2 separate regions of the Anas platyrhynchos genome follow, and region 1 is linked to region 2. A link is a contact called in public Hi-C data. All regions are on one chromosome and are shown on one strand. The core of a region is the stretch at or near the end of the contact, and the rest is flanking DNA. Distances in the headings are between cores, read along the strand shown.

Evidence for each region. A called contact is a pair of places that touch in the nucleus more often than the background predicts.
Region 1: a contact with region 2 is called in a Hi-C map of liver, with 3 times the contacts expected there. The contact joins the enhancer-like site here to the promoter of VAV2 in region 2. A contact is called at or near these places in 2 of 8 Hi-C or Micro-C datasets (liver and skeletal muscle).

Annotation. Positions count from the first base shown.
Region 1 is chr18:8,936,958-8,943,949 of IASCAAS_PekinDuck_T2T, forward strand. All of the region lies in intron 2 of VAV2 (vav guanine nucleotide exchange factor 2), which reads left to right. Among named protein-coding and RNA genes, the nearest start is that of VAV2, 37 kb to the left of the region's middle. Within about 2 kb of position 4,919, at least 2 of the 8 cell types and tissues checked have an H3K27ac peak or open chromatin away from gene starts, as enhancers often do.
Region 2 is chr18:8,898,500-8,905,218 of IASCAAS_PekinDuck_T2T, forward strand. It overlaps VAV2 (vav guanine nucleotide exchange factor 2), which reads left to right and starts at 4,923. Exons shown (of 28, transcript XM_027471053.3): 1 at 4,923-5,689. The coding sequence starts at 5,486. LOC110351613 (a long non-coding RNA gene) reads left to right here and starts at 1,680. Exons shown (of 2, transcript XR_003500981.3): 1 at 1,680-1,833; 2 at 4,132-4,504. BRD3OS (BRD3 opposite strand) reads right to left here and starts at 1,657. Exons shown (of 2, transcript XM_072025475.1): 1 at 1,541-1,657; 2 at 1-1,358. The coding sequence starts at 740. The coding sequence ends at 471.

The DNA.
Region 1 (6,992 bases), core at 3,669-6,168, 38 kb after region 2:
TTGAAGTTCCTGGACTGCCAGAAAAAAAGGTTTTTTTTTCAAGACACGGGTCTTACGCCTTACTGCCCCCGGCAGCCCTGTTTTCAGAGCCTGCAAAATGTTTGAAGCTCCCTGCTGTTGGGATAAGGTGCTGGGTGAGCAGCGAGGGGACTCGGCCCCAAGCCTCCCAAATGCCCTGCTGCCACTCAGGGAAACAAGATTTCTGCTTGACTTGAGTGTGGAGAGCATTGTCAGGATTATTTAAGGGATTTTTGAGACATTTCTGCTGAGGGCTGTTGGTGTTTTGTGCTGCTCAGACTCTTTGCTGAGAGTTCCCCTCCCTCCATCACCTCCAACTTCAGCACACGCTAATACCCCCGCGGCAGTATTTTACAGGGGGGCTTTAAAACTGGGCATGCACTTTTAACGTAGCCTGAGCACATAATGGGGGGTGGAAAGGGGGAGATTTATGTGAAATAATGTAGGTAGTTGAAAACTGCAAGGCTCTCAGATAAACCGCTGTGTTTCGGTGCCATAACAAACAACACGAGCTCAACGCCTGCCCTCCTGCAGCTATCCCGCTGCCGGTGGGAGCAGCTCTCCTTTTCCCATTCTGGATTTTTTTTTTATTACTTTATTTTTTATTTCTGCCTTCTCGTAGCCAAGAACAAACTGAAAGTCGTGCTTTCTGCTGCATGGAGCGTTAGGGAGCAGAGCTGGGGGTGGCTGAGCTGGGTGCCCCATCCCCTGCTGCCGCTGGCCGTGCTGCCCGCGCCTCCCGTCCTGGTTATTTGCAAATCCCTCAGGGGAAAGGGCAGCAGCACAGCCCTGCCCTTGTTGTGGCCCTCTGTGCCAGTTATTCGGCTGCTACGTGGTGGCTGGAGTGTGTCAAGAAAAGGGATCCTATCGGAGGCGAAACTGCTTCTAATTGCCTTATAACTCACAAGATGCGTGTGCAGCGGGTGGGGAGGGAAGTGAGGAGCCTTCTCCAGAAGAAGGGCGTGTGTATTTTTTTTAATTCCCAAGGGAGTAGTAGAATAAACTGCCTTGCAAAAAAGATGTGTGTGTGTGTGTGTGATTGCATGCAAGAAACCAGGAACTTAACTCCTTGCCAGCCTGGTGCTTACAGTGACATTGTCCCAAAGAAGCAGGAGCCGCAGCTGCCCCTCCAGCCCCTGCCCTCCTTCGTGTGCCTGTGCTGAGCAGCCAAGCTCTGTTTAGCTCCAACAGGACAACATTTTGTTTTAATTACATTTGATTTCTCTATTTTGAAGCTGTTGTGCTTTTCAGAAGTGACCAAAGAGGCTTTACCAACAAGCTAAAAATTCACGTATGGCGTGGATGCTGCTGATGGGTTTTTGCCCAGCCCCTTGGGTGCTGCAGGTCCTTGCTGCAGGGACAAGCAGCCCTGGCAGAAGCAGGGCAGCCTGCGGCAGCCCTCAGCCCGCCTGCGATCACTGATTAAATCCCTGGCTGCTTTCAGGAGCTGCGGGTGGCATTTGGCCCTGCCGTGCAGGCTGGCACGCTGTTCAGCTGGGGTTACGTTGGCTGACATTTGGCCACCCAAGTTCCAAGTAGCTGGAATCGCACTGGATATCACCATGAACTCTACAAATAGCAAAAGCAGACTGGAAGAGGATAGCTTGGTTTTCTTCCCCCATCCCTTTTTTTTTTTTTTTTGGCAAGCTTATGGGGTCGGGTGTTGCTTTTCCTGCAGTCAGGGCACCCAAATTCGGGGCCAGCCATGCCCAGGGCGATGCTGTCGGGGGGCACCCGGCTGCAGGATGCAGCGAGGGGGTGGTGGCAGGCTGGGTTAGCAGGTGCGGAGCGTCCTGCAGATGTTTTCAGCCAGAACGCTAAAAGCAAGCACAGGAAACCCTGACGTTGAACTTCTCTAAAGCACGGGGCAAATGAATTGCAGATTTCTGTGGCTAGCCAAGCGTGCAGCAGGCGGTGCTTTCTGCTGTACCGTGCACCGGCCTGTTACGGCACGGTGTTTGCTGTAGGAGATGTGGGGGGTGTTGCCACGCACCATGTATGTTTGTAGGGTTCCAGTCCTGAAAATTTACCCCTAGTCTACTGTTTGCCCTGAGATAACTAGTGGTTTAAAAATCTCCTAGCTGCCTGCTGCAGTTTGCACCTCAAGGACCACGCTGGTTTACTCTGTGGTCTTCAGGGTCCAGTGACAGCACCGGGGCCTCAAATCACGCACATGCAGCGAGCTGCTGGTAAAAGCAGTTGGTCTCTCACTGCACCCTAAAGCAAACCCCTGGTGTGAAACACCTGGGTGTCACCAGCCCGGGAAGCTGGGCACTGAACTGTGCCTGCACTGTCCCCTCCTGTCCCTGGCTGGGCTGGAGGAGAGGCTGCTTAAAAAGCAGAGCTTTAAGCTGCGAGGTGCCTGGTTATCTCTGCTTTCTCCTTCTCCTTTCTCCTTTTCCTCCCTCTCCTGCTTCCAAACCAGCACTGTTTATAGATGCACAGCTCCTCCGTGGAACTGAAAGAGCCAGAAATGTTCGTTCTGGGAAGCTTTGGAAGCTTTGCTTTTTTTCTTTTTTTTTTTTCCTCCCCTCTTGGCTGCTTTCCCCAGTATTTTTCCAAGGGGTCACATTAAGGGGTATTATGTTTCAGATCAAACAAGCACGGGCAGGATCTTTCCTAACTCCCATAGCCTGCATGGGAGGATTGTGCTGTTGGGCCTCAAACTACAGCCGAAGTGTTGTAATGTGCAGGGGGCCGGAGGTATCGATCAGGACGTGGGTAAACACGTGTCCTTACCGTGTACAAAACTGATCTTCCTGCGCTTCTGTGATTTGGCTGAGTTCTTCTTGTCCTCATATTAGAAAAGATTGGGGGATGGGGATATTTGTTTCTTTGAAAAACCTGAGAGCAGTAAAACATTCACCCGTCTGTGCCCTCAAAAAGGGATGGGGTGCAGTTTGTCTCTTTTCTGTGACCCTGCAGCTTTTGTCTGTTGTTTGAAAAATGCCTGGCTGCTTTAGAACCCCACAAGACTTTTTTTTTTTTTTTTTTATTATTATTATTACATCACTGGCCATTTGTGACTTAACGATTTGGCCGTGGTCATCACAACTGAAAGGTGTCAACAGGCAGAGTCAGTCCTTCAGCGCTCCATTAGTGCATCTGGCATCACTTGAGCTCAACCGTTCAGCGTGCTTGTGCTTTGGGAAAGGAAGGAAATACATCCCGTGTAATGTCATTTAAAGCAGTCTCGGAATAAAAGGAGGGTTTTATTCTGTAACGAGCCAGGGATCTTCTGTTTCTTCATTAAAATCTTCCCCAGATTTCCTAGCCTCTGAGTTTCAGCGTCTGATAATGAAACTGTCTCAAGGCCAAATGCTTCGGTTATGAAGAATAATTAACATTTCTTGAAACAGATTAACGTGTGGGTGTAGCCATGTTTTAGCAGAACGTGCAAAAAGCGAAACTCTCAGCCTGAAAGCACTGCCATGACCGAACTTCACAAACCCCCGTGCTCAGGGTAATTCTGCTCGGCATCTTCCCTGTGAAACAGATTAAAGAAAAAGGGGAGGACAAAAAGCTTCTGCAGCAAACCGATTCCTCCTGGGGCAAAGGAGGGCGGGTACAAGTTAGCATATCAAAGCATCGTGCCCCAAAACAGGCACCCTGATGCTGGGATGGAGCCGGGGTGCCTGGTGCCCATTCCCCGGCTCATCCTGGCAGAAGGGGCCAGGGCTGGGGCGCACAGGGAGGGGGGGACCTGATTTGGCCAGGTCAGCCTCCTCCTGCATCCACACTTGGCATTCGGACAGTCACATATCGAAGCAAAACGTTAATGTTTCACGGCAAATAAACATTGCTCAAAGTGGGGGCAGAAAAATCCTGTGTTGAAACCTCGGCTCCTCAGCAGGGCATGGTTTCGGTGAGGTTTGCTATTAACACCCAGGTCTCCTGCCATCTCCTGATTCAAGAGGCTTCATTTTCTTGAGGCTGACTTAGGGGGTGCTGCTGCTGGCATGGAGCAGCTCCATGCACGGGGGCTGCCCTCGTGCCACAGCTTGCTGGCGATGAGGTTTCTCCTTTCCATCCCCGCCTTGTTCGAGAGAATTTAAAAAAAAAAAAAAGAAAAAAAAAAAAGAAAAAAAAAGGCATCTCAGACTGTTTTGTTCCACTCTTTCAAAATGGGCTGCTTGTTTGTTCTTGGAGCGCTTCCAGACTTTTTTTTTCCCCTTTTCCTTCAGAAATGAGTTATTTCTTCAAAACTGCCTTCAAATCCTGTACTTTCAGGATTCCTCCGGGTGATCCCCCTGCCCTCTCTGGCTGGGTGTGTGGAGCTGGGGGGGCTGGAGAGCTTGGTGATGGGTGTCCCAGACCTGTAGGGGCTGCACTGGGCGCATCAGGGCACTGACACGGCATCAGGTGGCTTGGATCTACAGTGCTGGCAGGGAAGAATTCCCTTTGAATGGGTTTTAAATAGTTTCCCTGAGCATCGCAGGTGAAGCCAGGATCACGGAGACATGTGAAAGCCACCTGCGTGGGCTGTGTGACATTTCAAACTATTATTTTCCTGCTGTGTGTCTCCTGGGGACAAGTGCCTCTGCATTTCCCAGCCCTCCCCGACTTTGCCAGGCTTTGAGCTAGGCGAGGAAGAGGAGGGGAGGCACGGTGCCTGCCACCAGTGTCGATGTGCAGTTTTTTTGCTGTACCTGCAGCCGGACAGCAGTGCTTGCCAGCCCCCGATGCTTTGCAGATCGAGTTAATGAGCCTCAGATGGCGATGCCGCAGCTCGCTCATTTATACTCTCAGTCTTAATGGCGTGTGTGTAAGTGAGGCATTCTCCTCTTCAACATCATTTTCTTCCTACTAATTACATATTAAAGCATAATCACGGTAGCAAGAAAGCAGCCTTAATGCACCCTGGGTAAAGCTAACGACGTGGGCACGCTCTGTTTAGGGGCGTTTGTCAAAGTTCCCTATCCCAAGCCTGTTGTTAGTAACTTCAGGAATTTCTGAGCCAGCACGGACTTGGTAAATGTTTGCAGTCATTCCTCCTAATGAATAAGGCTTGTGTGGGAGAGGCTGATTGAGCTGCGGTGGAGCTTTTCCCCTGGCTAACAGATGGTGGGGATTTCACAGCCTGTTACTGAAGTTTTGAAAAAGGTGGTTCAGGGGAAGGAGCTAAATGCAAATGGGCTGGGAGTAAGGCAGATCGGAGCCAGCAGGGTGTATGTTCTTCTGGGACTTTGGGAGTGGTGCTTCCCTCCCTAATCCTAGGGCAAGGCTTCATCTTGGTGCCTCACTGCTGATGCCAGCTGCTGGTGTCCAGCAGCTTCTCTTCGGCCTCTGCTGGGTGGCAGAGCTCGTCTCCATCTCCTGTGTTTGCCACCTTCGGGATCTCCCCGACTTCAGGCAGCTCTGGAGAACGTGTCTAGCTTAAAAGGAGCCACAAAGGGGCTCAGCAGTGAGGAGAACTCGTATAATATCTGGGTTCTGAGTTGGTGCAGATGTGGCCCAAGAAGCAGCAGTTTTGCCCAGGCCCTGCAGAGTGGTAGCAGGGGGGCAGCGATGGAGACCCAGCAGCTGTGGGCCCCGGCCTGGTGCAGTACCCAGCCTTTAAGAGCATCTTGTTGAAGACAGGTAAATTACTCATATGGGCAGGGAGACAGTCACACAGATATTTGCATTGTATGGTCCTTGAGGATGCAATGAATGTCCCACAGAGAATAATGAATATCGTGCAGATAAAGGTGTGCTCTTGTCTCACTTTGTGCATCTAACTTAAAATACACCTCTAGAGAGACCAGACTTAAAAGAGGTGTTTTGACAAAGAAAACAGGGTTGTCTTAAGGGGAAAAAAATGAGAAAAGCCCTCTCCCAGTAAGCAGACCCCTTGGTGCTGGTGCTACTGGTGTGCAGAGGTGGGGATCCCAGGAGGCTCCTGAGCATAAGTGTGACACTGGGGGTGTTCCTCTGGCTCTTCAGCCTCCTCTGGGTGCATGCAAAGACAAAGTCAGCAAAGACAGTGCTGGAGCACTTATGTGCAAGAAGTTCTTGGAGACACAGGGTGCGAGGCAGAGGACTTGGGTCCCAAAGCGTGCCTGAGTCTGGTGGGTGCAGCTCTGCAGCGGGGAAGAGAAACCCGGCCTTTACAGCGGACTGCAAAGATTATTGGAAAAACTGAATATATTTCTCTCATGCTGAAATGGTGCTGTAGTCTGTGTACGTGGTGATTTATCAAAAGGAGCTCTGTGCTCTCAGCAGAGCTGAGATCACAGCTTGTTGCAGATGGGAACTGAACTGCCCGGGTCCCACTTCCCTGTGAGTCTGAATGACCATTGTAGAGTGGCGGTGTGTCCTGAACACCACACAGTAATCCTGCTGGAAAGCAGCCTTTTCAGATGCTAGACTTGCGCAGTAAATTAAAACAAACAAACAAAACTTCTGGCTTCTGGAACTAACGTGGCCAAGTTGGCTGCGAGGGCTCTGTGTATGGGCGCATGATGTGGGACCCTGGGGAGCAGCAGCAAATGGAGCCCACCAGATCCTCAGATGTTAGAGGCAGATCCACCAGCATGTGGGTTTGTTTGGGTTTGTTTCATTTTTCAGTTGGGATGGTTGATCCCAGTGTGGGAGATGCTTTAAGTTCCCATCCAGCATTTCCAGCTAACACAACCACTCTTCTGATTTTGGAGACCTTATGTAACAGCTTCTCCGAGGGAATCTAATTTTGAGAGCAAACCATCACTGGGGTTAGATGTTTCTGATGTCTTAGGTCATGCACAAAGATTTATCAGTCACCAGGCGATCCTGTGGTAGGACCTTGAACTGAATGTGTCGGGAAAAGCCATTGCCCGTGGTGGTGTTTTCGAGGTAAAGAAGAAAGCTGGGTCAGGAACAGCAGCCCACGTTTGATCTAAGTACAAAACTTGCTTTAAAAAACATGCAGGCGTAGAAAAAGCTGCAGTTGGGAAGTAGATAAACGGCTGGCTTAACTCCAGCCCGCGGGGAGCCATGTGAAGGGCCCTTGCCCA
Region 2 (6,719 bases), core at 3,673-6,172:
CAAGCAGAGCAAGCACTGGCTGTGTGTGTTAGCAGATAATCTTCCTAAAATCTTAATCTCAGCGGAAACCAATCTAGACTCGCCTGTCTCCCACCAGCGTTCGCAGAGCTTTGGCAATGCCTAAGGACTAGCAAGGTACAGTGCCTGCTGGGGCCAGTTCCCAAATGGCAGCGGGTGTTGTTCACGGTACACAAGCCACTTAAAGCAACACATGGTCCAGCATGGACCCTGCTGATGATGCTAGGCAGCACACACAGGCTCATCAGTTCCTGAGCGAGGCTGGTTTTGTTATATACACTCAACGACATGCAAAATCAGATGCTACCGACAGCAAAAATTAACATCAACTTCCAGCAGCCTTCCTGACCGATCCCACGCCCGGCCTTAGCCGCAGGTCTGGTGGCACGGTGCGAGCCCTCCAAACTCCGGTTCGTCTCCACGTGCAGATTTCTGGTGCCCAGCCACCGGAATTACATGATAGCACAAAACTTGGACTGTCCCGTGTCCCTGGAGACATCCAGCTTGTTTTTGTCCCGCACCAGGATGGCTTCGTTGCCGTACTGCGAGTACCACATGCTGCGGCTCCGGCTCAGGTAGGTGTTGGGCGGCGCCGACTCCAGTTTCTGCTGCTGCTGCTGCCAGATGAGCAGCGAGGTGTCCCTGTAGCGCAGCCGGGCATAGCCCTCGGACAAGGCTTTTTCGGGCAGGGGCACCCTCCCGTTCATCACCTTGTCAGTCATCTGCTCAAGGGCACCTTCAAAGGTGAGATCTTCCTCCCGGCAGCTCCGAAATACACCCCGCTGGGGCGGTGCAGACCGACGGCAGCTTGGTGCTCAGGGGAGAACATCCCCAGGGGCACAGCTCCTGGGGGCTGCGAGCTGTGTGCCTGGTACCAGCACCCCTCAGAAGAGGGCACGGGGATGTGCGCACCCAAAAATCACAGCAGGCAGCCTGGCCTTGCTTAGGGAACAAGCCAGGGCTTTTCCAGAAGCTCACCCAGCGGTGGTGTTGGTGCCCGTTTCATCTTGCAGCGGGGCCGGGCGCACGAAGCTGGGAGTGATGGGGCGAGCGGCTCCAGCTGAGGGTCGCCTCTCCAAAGGATGGAGCCCCGAATTGTAGGGCACACCTAAAGGGCCCCCAGCAGCATCCAGGCTTGTGCGTGACCTCGTGCGTGACCTCAGCGCCCGTCGGTGACCTCAGCCCCACTGCGTGACCTCACGCCGACGCCAGCCCGGCGCTCCCCCAGTCCCTTCTTGATGGATAGCGCCCAACACAACCCAAGACGCTGCCTCCACGTCTCCGCACCCCTCCTGGGCCACCCATCACCTCCCGACAGCACCACTCCGAGGGGCTTCAACCTGGAGGGGGGGGGGGACACAAAGCAGGGGTCACAGCAAGGCCTGGCACCACCCCCCTTTTTCCCCCCCTCCACCCTTTTCCCACCCCTCCACGGTTTTCCCACCCCCACCCCTTGCCCCCCTTTAGGGTGCCCCCCACCCTTGGGCGCTCCCTGCCCCCCCCCCCCCCGGCCCCACCGTGCCTGCGCTGCCCGGCCCGGCTCGGCTCGGCCCCGGCGCGGCTCCGCGGAGCGGCTGCGGAGGCGCCTCCCGAGCGCATCACGGCGGGGAGGAGCCGCAGCCAACGGCGGGGGGGAGAGGACGGGGCCGGGGCGGAGCCGGGGAGGACCGGGGGGGGACTCGGGGGGGGACCCGGTGCTCGCCTCCTGCCCGCCCCCAGCCGCTCCCGGTGCTGGCTTTGGGGCGAGGAGCGCCCCGATAGCAGCATCTTGGGGTTCCCCTGGCATGGAGCAAGAGAGCTGAGCGAAGGGAGATGGTTATTATTTATTTATTTACTTGTTTATTTACTTATTTATTTACTTATTTATTTGCTTATTTATTTACTTATTTATTTTATTTATATGCTGGTGGAGATAAATCTCAGCTGCCAAGCTTCGTACCGCCCGCTAAGGCAGCGCCCTGGTGGGGTTTTTGCCCTGCTGGGCAGCTGAACGCAGCCCCAGCCGCTCTCACGCTCCCCGTCCTTAGAAGGGGGGGAGAGGACAGTATGCTGGAAAGGGAAAAAAACAACCCGTGGGGGGAGATGAGGGTAATTTAATTAAAGGGAAAAGGAGGAGGGAGAAACAAGCAAAGGCTGCGCGGAAGCACAGAGGGAGAGAAAAGGAATTCCTGCCCGCTTCCCAAGGGGAGGAGGGAAGGAAGGAAGGACAACGGCAGGATGGACGCATGGATGTGGTCAGCACTGGAGATGTCCCAGCTCCGCCTGATCCCCTCCCGCTAGCACAGCAGAGACAGGAGCCAGCCCAGGCCCCACGCTGGGGAAGCTGCAGAGCAAAATGTGAAATCACTGAGTGGAACCAGATTTGTTTTTCACTTTCCTGCTCCCCTTTGCCAGCCCGCAGGCACTCACCCCATCGGCTGCTCTGGGTGTGCAGGGGTTCAGGAGCTCCACAGCAGCCTCGGGTCTCCACGAGGATCGAGCAAGAGCCACTGCTGAGCACCGTTGGCCGAGCTGTGCCTCCCGCAGCTTTCCTAAAATAGCTGGAGAAGGGAACCCGCAGGGTCTCAGGGTGTGATACAAGTGGTACCAGGCTGCACGGTGACTGCTGACAGCTCCTGCCCGGGCAGCCAGGCCCCAGCTGGGGATGGGTGTCCTGTGGGACAGGCTGGTGCACACGCAGCCTGATCCAGAAGGTGGCAATGGCAATCCACGGACACTCAGAAATGGGGATTTTGTGGAGGCACGGCCCTGGTATTTAAGGGAGGTTTTCAGATGGATGCTCCTAAGAGGCAGCGTGGTGGCAGCTTCTCTGCATGCTCCAGCTGGGGGCTCCTGCCGGCACCGAGTTACTGAGACCCCGGGGATGAAAAGCCATGAAGCCCCTTCTGTTACTAGTTCTGTTTTAGTATTTTTCCAGCGCTCATCTCTCAGGCCCCTCACTTGAGAAAGCAACACGAGGATGGGCCACGAGGGCCGAGAGCAGCGCGCTGGGTGCCCAGCAGAGGGTGGTGTCAGCCTCTGCCAGCAGCTCCGCCGCTGCCCCGGGCTGTCCTGTCCTTCGTTCCCTGGCTGTCTGTCGTTCCCTGGCTGCCTGTCATTCCCTGGCTGTCTCTCGTTCCCTGCCTGTCTCTCATTCCCAGGCTGTCTGTCATTCCTTGGCTGTCCATCATTCCCTGTCATTCCCAGCAGTGCCAAGGGGCAGGAGAGGGGAGCACAAAACCCACCCCGTCCTCCTTTCATTTGTCCAATCCCCCTTTCAGCTTTAGGTTCACACTGGAAGCAGTTCCCAGATCCTCTTTGCTTGTCCCATACTCCCGGGTTCAGGACGTTTGTATGATCTGCAGCTCGCAGCCCACAAGAGTGCGTGCTGGCTGCACGCTCGTCGCCGAGCCTTGCCTTCCAGTTGTTTCCCCTCTCAGAAATCCCTGCTATCAGCTGTTTTTCCTGCTGCAGAGGTGGGTGAGAAGCGTCCTTGCTTCAGCACCTCCCACGCAGATGCTGGCTTTGCAGCTGCGGCGATCGGTCCTAAGTGTCCGGGGGCCAAGCAGGGGTTTTATTATGCAGTAAAAAAAGCCAGGCCATAGCAAGCAGCTTTAATTATACGCATATAATAAACTCCTCTGTAGCCCTCTACCTACAGACCTGATCTCACAGGGCAGACTAGGGCTCAGTGACCCAAAATTATCCCTGGCAGGACTCCACGCCTTTCAATGGCTGCGTGACTCCTGCCCACTGGGTGCTGCTGGAGCCCAGGCAGAGAGGCTTAATGGTGAACTTCAGGAATGAGAAAGTTATGGAGAGAAATCACCTCCGCAGGGTACGGGGAGCTGCGGATCAGCATGCTCCCCAGTACACCCAGGGCAGGGCACAGCTCTGATTGCGAGGCCGGGGCACAGGGATGCTGTTCCCTCTCCGTTTATACTCGCACCCATCCTGCCCTGCCAGAGGCGCACCAGGCACCGCACGCAGCCAGACCGGGGGCAGATCGAGCGCCAGCACATCAGGCTAAAAGAAGCACTTCCCGTGCTATTTGAAAAAAAATAAATAAAAAAATAAAAAAGCTTCTCCAAACTGTCCTTGGAATATCAAACAATTGTTTTTCATTCTTTACAGGGATCTTCCTTCCCATCCTGGAAGCGAAGGGTCATGCCAGCAGAGTTGCTCTTTCTTCTTTATCTCCACTTGGCTACATTTGGAAGAGATTAGCGTTGCATTTGTTTGACATCCAGGTTAATAGCTTCCCTTCGTCCCAGCCTCGGCTTCCGGTGTTGGCTATCTGGAAAGCCAGGACGAAAATTAATTGACAAACTCTTGGGAGAGGATCTCCAAAGAAAACTCAGACCAGATTTGAAAAGAGGCTGCTCTGAAGTGTGCTGATTTGGATGGGAGCCACCGAGGGAAAATTAGAGATTTTCAGGAGTTTGCTGCCAAGGAGTTAATGGCCAAGAGTTGAGGTTTGCAATAAATACGCTGGTAATTAATTATAGGAGTTGTCTTCGTGTTTGAAAGTCAAGGAACACGATCGCTTGTTTGGGTTAAACATCTCCCCTGCAGTATTTGCAGCCCAAACACGAGCCGGAGAGGGGGAGCGTGGAGCCAGACAAAGCAGCGGCTGCTCGGGGGAGGGCCGGGAGGCTGCTGGGGGGGGGTCTTGGGGACCCCAAATGCGAACGGGGGCCGGGGGGGAGCGGAGCAGCGGGCGGCTGGGGGGGGTCCGCAGCAGGACGGGGAGCGGGGAGCTGCAGGAGGAGGGAGCGGGGGGGGGTGCAAAGAGAGAAAATAAAGGGGAAAATAAAAAAAAAAATAAAAGGGAAGGAAAGGAGGCGTGCAGCGCTCCCGCAGACAAAGGGGCGGCGGGGGCGGGCCGGGAGCTCCTCCCGGCGGGGCGGGGGCTTCGGCCCGGGGGTGGTGGTGGTGGTGAGGGGAGGGGGGGGGCAGCAAATTCCCACCCGCGACGGCAGCGGGGGCGTCCCCAGCGCCAGCTCCGCGGCTGTGCAGGTGGGGCGGGGGCAGGAGCAAAAGCAGGAGCAGCACCAGGAGCGAGAGCAGCTTCGGGAGCAGGAGCAGCTTCGGGAGCAGGAGCAGCGGCTGCAGGAGGAGCAAAAGCAGGAGCAAAAGGAGCAAAAGCAGCAAAAGCAGCAGCGGCAGGAGCAAGTTTCCCCGGGCCGGGGAGGGGGGACACGAAGTTGCGCGGGGGTGGCCCCTTTGTTCCCGGGCCGATGCGGCGCGCCTAGCCCCGGCGGTGGGGCCGCAGCGGGGGCAGGGGCAGCCCTCCGCCGGAAAACTCGGCGCCGTCCCCCTCCTCCCCTTCCTCCTCCTTCCTCCTCCTCCTCCTCCTCCTCCCCGCCGATGCTTCCCCGGGCGGTGAGCGGCGATGGAGCGGGGCGGTAGCGCGGCGGCAGCCGCCCGCTGCCCCTGAGCAGGGAGGAGGAGGAAGAGGAGGAGGAGGAGGAGGAAGGTCGTGGCCATGGAGGAGTGGAGGCAGTGCGGCCGCTGGCTCATCGACTGCAAAGTTTTGCCCCCCAACCACCGGGTGGTCTGGCCCTCGGCGGTGGTCTTCGACCTGGCGCAGGCGCTGCGGGACGGGGTGCTGCTGTGCCAGCTGCTCCACAACCTCTCCCCCGGCTCCATCGACCTCAAGGACATCAACTTCAGGCCCCAGATGTCCCAGGTATTCATTGGATTTTTATTTTTTATTATTTTTTTTTGGGGGGGTGGTGGTATGCGTATAGGGCTCTTTGTGTTGTTCTTGCAAAACTTCGTGGGATGAGTGAGTGCGGGCGTGGATAGGTGTGTGTGTGTGTGTGTAGAGCTTTTTTTCCAGCCCCCCCGGCTGCCCTTAGCCCCCAACCCCCCTATTTTAGCTCCAAACCCGTACCCCGAGGCTCAGCCCCAGCACCGGGGCTCAGGGCTGGGAAGCCGGCAGCGGCTGCACAAGGGGGCTGGGGGGGGGAGAAACCGCCCCGGGGGAAGAAGGCAGTCTGTGTGTGCCCCCCCCCCCATATTTATAGCCCTCTCGAAACAAAAGCAGCCAGCACGGCCGGGATGAGGCTGGCGTGGTTACTTCCAGGGCTTTTCTCGAGGCTTATGTTCGGCTTTGATGCGCTGCAGGAGCGGTGCTCTGAGCGCTGTCCTGGCAGGGTTGCTGGCCCGAGGGGCAAAAGTTTGCCCAGAAAGATCAAAAACGAGAAGAAAACACTCCCCAGGAGCTCTGCCAGCCTGCCCCGGACCTGGGGGCATGGTGCTGTAGGGCTGGGCTCAGCGCTGCCCACCACCAGGATTTGGGGTCGGGTGACCCTAAGGCTTTAGGGTTCCCTCCCTGGGCGTGTTTCCATCTGGGATTGTTTTGGTGGAAGGATGCTTGAACACCAGATTGGCTCTGCCTGGCTGGTTTGCAGCTCTCCGTGTTCCCGCGTGCTGAGCCGCACGGCATTTGCGTGGAAATCGGGAAATGAAAATCGATGAGAAACCAACAAAACCTGGCCGTGCGTCCCCGGCCCCGCAGCTGCCGTGCCCATGGGCAGCTGGGAAGCTGCTGTCCTGTTTGAACAGCCCAGAGCTTGGTAAAAAGGGAGGGGAAATTTCCTGGTCACGAGGGCATGTGAGAATCTGGGTGTCAAAGCATTCACAGATAAATAACGTAACGTTATCTGGAGTTCTGCTGTGTGCTGTGCAAGCACGCTGCCATGCAAGCGCCTTTC